Regions from separate parts of the Zea mays genome. Here region 1 is linked to region 2. The links are chromatin contacts, called in public Hi-C maps. All regions are on one chromosome and are shown on one strand. The core of a region is the stretch at or near the end of the contact, and the rest is flanking DNA. Distances in the headings are between cores, read along the strand shown.

What was found. Hi-C and Micro-C count contacts between places; a contact is called where the count stands out from the background.
Region 1: a contact with region 2 is called in a Hi-C map of ear, with 5 times the contacts expected there. The contact joins the promoter of LOC541995 here to the promoter of LOC103629684 in region 2. A contact is called at or near these places in 5 of 25 Hi-C or Micro-C datasets (ear, endosperm, leaf and 2 more) and 1 of 3 datasets of contacts at active chromatin or transcription factors (leaf).

Annotation. Positions count from the first base shown.
Region 1 is chr6:104,864,994-104,869,016 of Zm-B73-REFERENCE-NAM-5.0, forward strand. It overlaps LOC541995 (SBP-domain protein 3), which reads right to left and starts at 1,779. Exons shown (of 3, transcript NM_001111646.2): 1 at 892-1,779. The coding sequence starts at 1,607.
Region 2 is chr6:104,650,675-104,655,288 of Zm-B73-REFERENCE-NAM-5.0, forward strand. It overlaps LOC103629684 (RNA-directed DNA polymerase (reverse transcriptase)), which reads left to right and starts at 2,007. Exons shown (of 3, transcript XM_020539364.1): 1 at 2,007-4,614. The coding sequence starts at 2,584.

The DNA.
Region 1 (4,023 bases), core at 529-3,028, 210 kb after region 2:
ACGTAGCGTAACGCGCGTATGATCGAATCACACTGGACTGAACTGGACTCGATCGGCGACTACTGACTGGTCCACTAGCCGCGTTGGTCAATGCAGGGATAAAGAGCAAAGCAGAGATACGCGCCCACAGCTAGCCCTGGCTCGAGATCCTGCACTGCACGCAGCCATTGCCAGTGTGCAGGCTGCAGCAGCAGCTAAAAGCAAGCAAGGCCACAGACGCTCGCTCGGCAGGTGTCTCTGCCTGCTGCTAGCAGTAGCACGCATGCAGACGCAGCCTTTTGCCTTTGAGATTCTTTCATGATTTTGTCCCCCAGCGATCCCGAGAGCCAGCGAACTGCAGAGAAAGGCCACGAAACAACGGCAGGATCCACGACGGAGTGGAGTAGTTCGCGACAACCGAGCTGATCGACGTTTTGCGTTGCATGATGCATCCTACCATTTGCTCCGTACATGTTTGCGTTTTATTTTTTCAGTTGATTTTATGCTCGAGCAACAGTCAACGAGCTTGTCCCTGTGGACGATGGTGGTGCAGTGGCTGTAGTGCAAGTGAGGTTGCTTTTCTATACGCATGCAATGGAGCATATGGTTGCAGCAGCCTGCAGCCTTCCATGGCCGCAACCGCAAGAGACAAGAAACACGAACCAGGCATCAGGCATGCACAGCCGTCAGGGAAAGGGAGGGAGGAGAGTTGCGTTGTAGACCAGGCCAGCAGAGCAGGCAGCACCTCGCTCGCTAGCGACCAGGAGGACTCACACCTAGCTAGCCTTTGAGTAAAAAAGCAACCTCAACTACTGATACTTCCGTACGTGCTATGCCTTTTTTCAGCTTCTTCGCACGCTAGCTAGGTAGAGCGAGAGAGACGACGCGCGGCTAGCTAGGCAACGTACGTACCTGCTGCATTGCTGGCAGAAGCGCTGCTGCTTGCCGCCGGTGGCGACGACGGAGGCCTTGGCGTGGTACTCGCAGACCTTGTGGCGGCGGTGGTAGTGCTTGGCGCCGGAGAGGTCGGCCTTGCAGCCCTCGGCCTGGCAGCGCGGGGGAGCCTGCAGGTGGTGCGCGCCGCCGAAGCCGAAGCCGAAGCCGAGCCCGAAGGCGCCGCCGCCGCCGCCGAGGCGGGACCGCATCAGGAGGCGGTCCACGGCCATCATGTCCCCTGGGGAGAAGTAGGTGCGGCGGCCGAGGTTGAGCCCGATCCTCCCGTCCGCGCCGCCGCCCTCGCGCTTCACCATCCCGAGCGCCGGGTACACGTGGTCGCCGGGCATCCCGGGCACGGGCATAGGCATGGGCAGCGGCGGCGGCGGCGGAGGCGGCGCCATGGGGCCGAGACTGGACGGCAGCGTGAGCAGCTGCTGCTGGTGCAGGTGCGGCGCCTCCGCCTGCTGGAACTGCAGCGCCGAGGCGGCGAAGTCGAGGCCGTCGTAGAGGTGGTGCTGCACCCCTCCGGCAACGCGCTGGCTGCCGCCTCCCGCCACGCCGTGGCCGTGCTCGAACCCGACGTAGGGCGGAGGAGGAGGCGGCGGCGGCTGATGCTGCTGCATGGGCATGAACAGGAAGTCGTCTCCTCCTGGCGAGGACGACGTGGCCACGTTCAGCCTCCCGGTCATCATCTCCCGTGTGCCGGACTGCCGGCCGGCTGTTTGCCGCAGCTCGAGCTAAGTGAGCGAGCGAGATGCCGAGATGGTGGAGCACGGGGAGTGGGGTGGATGGATCGGGTCGGGAGGACGATCGAGCTGAGCTAGCTGCTGCTGGAGCTGGAGGCAGTGGTTGAGTGATTGTGAGAGCGATCGAGTGGAGGGAGGCCGCTGCCGCGGGGGTTGGTTAAAAAGGCAGTGGGGGAGGAGAGAGAGAGAGAGAGTGTGTGTGCGCGCGCTCGTGTTCGTGTCGCGTGTTGTGCCCGTTGGTTACTAGCATTAAAACTCTTGGCGTGTTGCTTGTCCGCTAGTGGCAAGGCTCTGCCACTCTGGGCGACGCCTCATCGGGCATTTCGGGCACCTTGCTGTTTCGGTGCTACAAGCCACGCCATGGTTGTTTTGGGGACAGACGAACCCGATCCAAATTTTTTTTATTTTTTTTAACCAAAAGTGCAGTGCCCCCTATTTCATTAAGAAATAGAACGATAGAGTTTTTACAACCAACACAGGTCACGAAGCCCGTCATTCAACAAGGATGGCACATGGCTACATCCCAACAGAGCAACGCCAAAAAAGAGATCAGGGACACAGGAATCTAGACTTACAACCTTATTTAGATCAACTAAGTCTTACCAAACACTTACTTAATTGTCTACAGCCGACCACTCTCAGCTGCCAATTCACCATGTGATACTTCTTGTCACCGGAGCCCACCCATGCGCGTGATTAAACACCTCTCTTGCCGTCTCTCTGATTCGCTTGCTTCCTGCCTCCAACATCTTTTTTGTTCTCCCTGTCTGCATTAGTGCCCAGTAATCCAAAAGAGAACAACACATGAAGATTACATCAGTGGGGTCATTATGGAGTTTTTTATTAAAGCAAACAGAATTTCTGGACTTCCAGATCGCCCATAGAACAGCTCCGCACCCAACTGCAACAGATTTTCTGTACCCCTTATCAAAGTTTCTAAGCCACACCCCAGTTAGATGTTCCACATCTGACGGAGTAGTAGGCAAATAAAGTGCAATCTGAATCAGACGCCAAATGAATCGAGCTACTGAGCATTCAAAAACCAAATGCTTAGTAGATTCAAACAAGCCACAAAAGACGCAATCAGAGACCCCAGACCAGCTTCTTTTAATCAAATTTTCCTTCGAGAGAATTCTGTTCTTGATAATCAGCCATAAGAATATCTTGATTTTATGGGGGATTTTGATTTTCCATAGAAATCTGTAAGGGACTTTTACTCCCTCACAACTAATCCGGTTATATAAGGATTTAGTAGAGAAGCCATTTTTATCAAGAGACCAATTAACACGATCTATTTCTTGGGACAAATGAATATCAGAGCACATTCTCTTTAAATTTTCAAACATGACAGCATTTTCACCTACCAAATGCCTTCTAAAATTCAACCCCTGAAAATTAGAAGAGATCACTTGGTCAACCCTGATTTTTTTGTCAAAGGTTAAATCAAATAACCTTTTGAACTTGACTCTAAAAGGAGAATCCCCACACCAGATATCCAGCCAAAAACAAGTATGAGAACCATTCCCAACTTTTTTGTGCAGAATTTATGAAACAGATCTTTATTCTCCAAGAGCCCCCTCCAAAACTGAGATATATTTTGTTTTTTTCACCACAATCAAGGGATTATCTTTTATATATTTATGCCTGATAATCTTTTGCCACAGTCCATCCGAAGTCTCCAACCTCCATAACCATTTGGTCAACAGGCTAATGTTCATGTTTCTCAGATCAAGAATACCCAAACCCCCTTGATCTTTCGGGGAGCAAACTATCGGCCAATTAACCAAATGATATTTCCTAGTGTTATCTCCACCTTGCCACAACATTCTTTTTCTAAAAGTATCCCATTTTTTAAGGACAAGCTTAGGGGCCAAGAATAAGGAAAGCATGTACTGGGGGAGGTTTGAAAGACTGCTATTAATCAAAGTCACTCTCCCCCCAATGCTCAGAAATCTACTTTTCCACATTCCTAATTTTTTGTTCATTTTTTCCTCCATAAAAGCCCATTTCATATTGCTTAGCTTCTTACAGTCAATGGGAATTCCCAAATATTTCATTGGAAGGAAATTAACAGGACAAGTAAAAATATCTGAGTAAAGTTCTTTGACCCGTAAAGCACTACCAAAGCAGAATATTTCACTTTTGTGAAAATTGATTTTTAATCCTGACATCTGTTCAAAAAGAATGAGAATGGACTTCAAATTTTTGGCCATTTTTAAATCATCCTGCAGCAAAAAAATTGTGTCATCTGCGTATTGCAGACAGATCACCCCATTTTCAATAATGTGAGGAACCATGCCCACGAGAAGACCCTCATGCTGCGCTTTATTAACCAAACAAGCTAGTCCATCCGCCGCAATGT
Region 2 (4,614 bases), core at 757-3,256:
ATTCAGTGTAGTTCGGCTACATAAACCCCAGGTATGTGTCCATTTAGGACTGACCTTTACCATTTAGCTTATAGTGTATACCATACCAGTCAAAGGACTATTCCAAGTCAATTCAACGACTATAAGTATTTACAATTCTGAGAGATGTATGCAAAGCATAGAGGTCCTAGATAGGACGAGTAAAGTAGTTTGACGGGAACACACAATGGTTTTTCACACAAACATTGTAAAAAAAATCTCAGAATTACCTTTCGATGTACTCGCAACTTCGTGTTGCTAAAGTACTAGCCATTTATCTCAAAGTTCGCTTCATGCCATTCAGCGACAAATAGCAATGTGCCAACATCTGGTTGAGCAATGTATGACTGAGATTCTAGCATTTATTCATCTGACAAGGTCTTATTGCTTACTAATAAAATTTCAATTTGTGATGTTTTCTGTGCCAAAAAAAGGCTTTCATGCATTAATATTGAATTTCTTCAGGTTACTTCGGGTAAAACTTTATGCAGTAGGAGAGAGCAGAGATTTAACCTATCTGTGTTTCATTGTATTTCGATTTAATTTCCCAGATTTAATATAGTTGTTATGGCCACTTGGCGATATATATAAATATACGATGCCACACAACACAATCAAACAAAATATAGAGTGAAAACAAAATTGTTTACGAAGGTTGCGCATAATGTGACTTTAGGGGCTTGAACGACACACCACAATCCACGCAAGTACAAACTCTAGCGTTCTGGCGTCAACGTATGTGTGGCCATCAGTGCAACAACAATACAACAAGCCTTTATAACAAGCGCAACAAGCGCAATTGTGGCTCGGTAGTCGGGGTACACAATAAGTCCACACAACGTGCACAACAGGTGCAACTGTGGCTTGATGATCATGACAGACGGACAGTGCCTGCAGGGCATACGAAAAATGTGTGACTCGACGATGGCGGTCCGACTCAACAGGAGCGGTCCGATTAAGCGAGACTACGGCATAGCAATCACATGACGCAGCCAATGTCATAACTCAGTCAATTAACAACGCAGTCTGTTCGGCATGTCTGAGTACCCATTATACAATTTAATTGCTCAATGTGAGTCCGAAAGCTCAAAGCGACACAAATACTTAGAGCAATTTGATTTATGCGTAGTATAACCACATGTATTTCAAATAATTTTCTGCTATTTACTACAGGAAATAAAACAGAAAATAATACCGAAATTAATACACGAACATAAACACATCGAGTGCAAAAAGGTATTTTCTCATTTTGAAGCATATATTATTTTTTTGCTAATTATTTACTACAGGAAATAATTAAATAAGGTAGAAATTGTAACATAAAACATGCTTCATTCTATTTGTTATTTATAACAGTAAGTAAATAGAATAGATAAATTATACCAAACTTGATTAATCTAAAAGGTTTTTTTTTGGAAAATCGTAAGGCCCTGAGTTATAAGTCTATTATTTTACTTTTTTCAACCAACAAGCTGCCATAGCCCTTTTTATTTCTTTGAACCGCTGTGCAAGCACGCACGTTTGTTTACGGCCATGCAGCCTCGCGACCAGGAAGAAGCCCCATGGAAAATCGACCTCGATCTTATCTAGCCAAAATGGAGAGGAAAGAAATGGTCCACGCGAAGGACCCGCTCGTGGGAAACGCCCACGCCATCTCCATCTTTCATAGGCTAACGGTACAGCAGTACAGGCACATAGGCTCCATGTGCACCATCGCATAGGCTTCGTACGGCTGCAAATTCATATCCGCATGCGGCCAGCCATGGTGAAGCCCACAAGCAAGTCGTTGCATGACACAAATTAGCTTTCCTCTTTTTTTCTAAGAAAGTCAACCGCCATGCAAGACACGACTCTAACCGCCATGCAAGGAAACGTTAATCGCCCAAAAGCCATGCAAGCCTATTTTTTTCTCCGTCTCTAACCGCCCAGCCACCAGAGCCACCCCTACTCCACCAGGGAGTGTCCTAGTCGCCGCATGGAGGATCTGTGCGCTGGGGCCTGGGGCTTGAGGGCGGCCCGCCGCTGGATCTACTCGCTGGGCTAGTGGGCGGTCGAGCCGCCATCAGATCTGACAGGCAGCATGCATACGGGCTCACAAGCGATATACGCGATGAACAGTAAATTGCAGATCCACTCAAAATTTCATACCGTGATTCCTGGTTCGACAAACGGGAACGAAGCCTGTCGCGTAGGACAGTTCGGCAAGGCCGGGACCTGCCGGCGTGACGGAGAGTCGGTGCCGATAGGATCCACGAGTCGGGGTAGAGCAGTGCTGATAACGTGTTGAGAACTACGTTGCCGCAGATCACCAGATCTGCTCCCTTCCCTCCCGTCAGCAGTAGAGGCACAAGAAGCTGTAGAGAACCCGTCTCCCTTCCCAGAAGCACGACAGAGTAACACACGAGACACAGGATATAGTGTTGGGCCATTGGCCTCTTTCTCTTCTTTGTATTATGAGGTGGTGTACAAGTTCCTTATATAGAGATGTGAAACCCCTCAGAGATAAAGCAGATATTTGTCCACATAACCCTAACTAGGGTTACTTAACCTAAACAAGGCTGCCCCATGCACGATAGTCGGGCCGTTCTCACTGCTCAGCCCAAATTGCGCACGCTGCCGCGTGCTCGCGCGTCGGCCCGTTCTCATTGTTCGGCCCAAATCGCGCGCTACGGTCCCTCATCCCTTCCCTGTCGACGCAGCCGCGCAGCGATCGGACCTTCCTCCCGCCCGGCCGCCGCAGCGAGCAGCACGTCCACCTTCTCCATCTACACGCCGCTCATGCTCCACCGCCTCGCCCACACCCGCGTGTGCCACTTCTTCATCATCCCCACACCCCGCGCGTTCTCCAACGCTCCCGCTGCCACTCCACCCGCTGCGCCGCCGCTCTCGGCCGCGGACCTCGAGCAACTCCTCCGCCGCTGTCACTACTCTGCCTCCAGCCACCGCTTCCACTCTCTTCTCCCCCTCCTCTCGCACCCCTCCGTCCTCCTCTCCTGCGCGCTCCACCTAAGCCACCGCGCGCACCCATCCCTCCCCGTCCCGCCCCAGCCCCCACCAATCACCATTGCCGCCGCTGCCGCCGCGTTCTCATCCCCATCATCCCACCTCCGCCTCCTCCTCCCGTCCCGCATCAAGGGCCAGCCGCTTCCCGTCCCCACGCTACCGCTCCGCCTCGCTTTGCGCTGCGCCGCCTCCGTCCTCGACGCCGTGTTCGCCCCGCGCGCAGCCACCTTCGCTTACCGCGGCCGCCACACAGCTGTCCGATACCTCAAGTCCATTCCCAGCGCGTCCTGGTTCTTCCGTGTCGCCATCCCGCGGCAGCCCTTCGCCCCTCGCCACGTTTGCCGTCTGCTCGGTGCCATCTCCAGTAAGGTCGATGATCCCGGGTTCCTGGAGTTCCTGAACGAACTGTTCGTCTCTGATGCGGTCGCATTTGAGCTTGGTGGTTGCGAGCTCGGACGCGGGCTGCCACAGGAATCAGAGCTCACTAGCACGCTAGTGAACATATTCTTCAATCGTGTGGATGGAGAGATAATGGCCCTCCGTGAGGAAGTGCACAAAAAACATCCTAGAATGAAAGATGACAGCGTTCGGCATACACCTGTGAGAGTATATGCGATTCGATATCTAGATGATATTCTGGTTGTGACGTCCGGGTCGAAGATGCTCACAATTGAGATCAGGAACAGGATAATTGCAGTCTTGGAGAGGGATTTAGAGGTGAGGGTGGACAGATTGGGGAGCTCAATCCACAGCGCTGTATCAGAGAAGATTGAGTTCCTGGGGATAGAATTCCAAGCTGTGCCACCGTCAGTGTTGCACCCACCCATGTCAGAGAAAGCAAAGAGAGCAAGGAAGAAGTATCTGAAGATGAAGGCGGAAAAGGCGCAGGAGCTGAAAAATGCACGGGAGACGAGGCGGAAGAAGCTTGGCTTGAAGATACTGAACCACTTGTCCAAGAGGATGAGGAGGGGCGAGGAGTTTGAATTTGATTTCCGGATCGAGAAAGAGGTGCAGCAAGTGTTCAGGGACTGGGCAGAGGAGACAGTGGCCGAATACTTCGAATCACGTGAGCATTGCCGATATTGGCACCGACTGCTAGCATCAGGTGATTTCTTGTCATTGAACAGGGTGAGAGATCAATTGCCACCTGCTTTGGTGGACTCATATGATAAATTTCAAGAGACAATCGACAAGTTTTTGATGCCCATGAAAGGTCATGACCTGACAGAAGAAGAGGAGATTCTAGCTGAGGAGGAAGAAGAGGAACAATATGAGAAACGGATTGTCGAGGACTTGACAGAGCTTAAGATGAGGGCCAATGTGCCGATAGATCTTGTAAGGAAGGAGGTAAAGCTTGCTGGATTCACAAATTCCATGGGCCGGCCACGGCCAATTAAGCTACTTCTCTGTTTGGATGATGCAGATATCATCAAATGGTATGCTGGCGTAGGGAGGAGGTGGCTAGATTTCTTCTGCTGTTGCCGTAACTTCAAGATGGTCAAGACTGTTGTCACTTACCACTTGAGGTTCTCCTGCTTTTTGACATTAGCAGAGAAGCACGAGTGCACTAAGAAGCAAGCAATTAGCCATTTC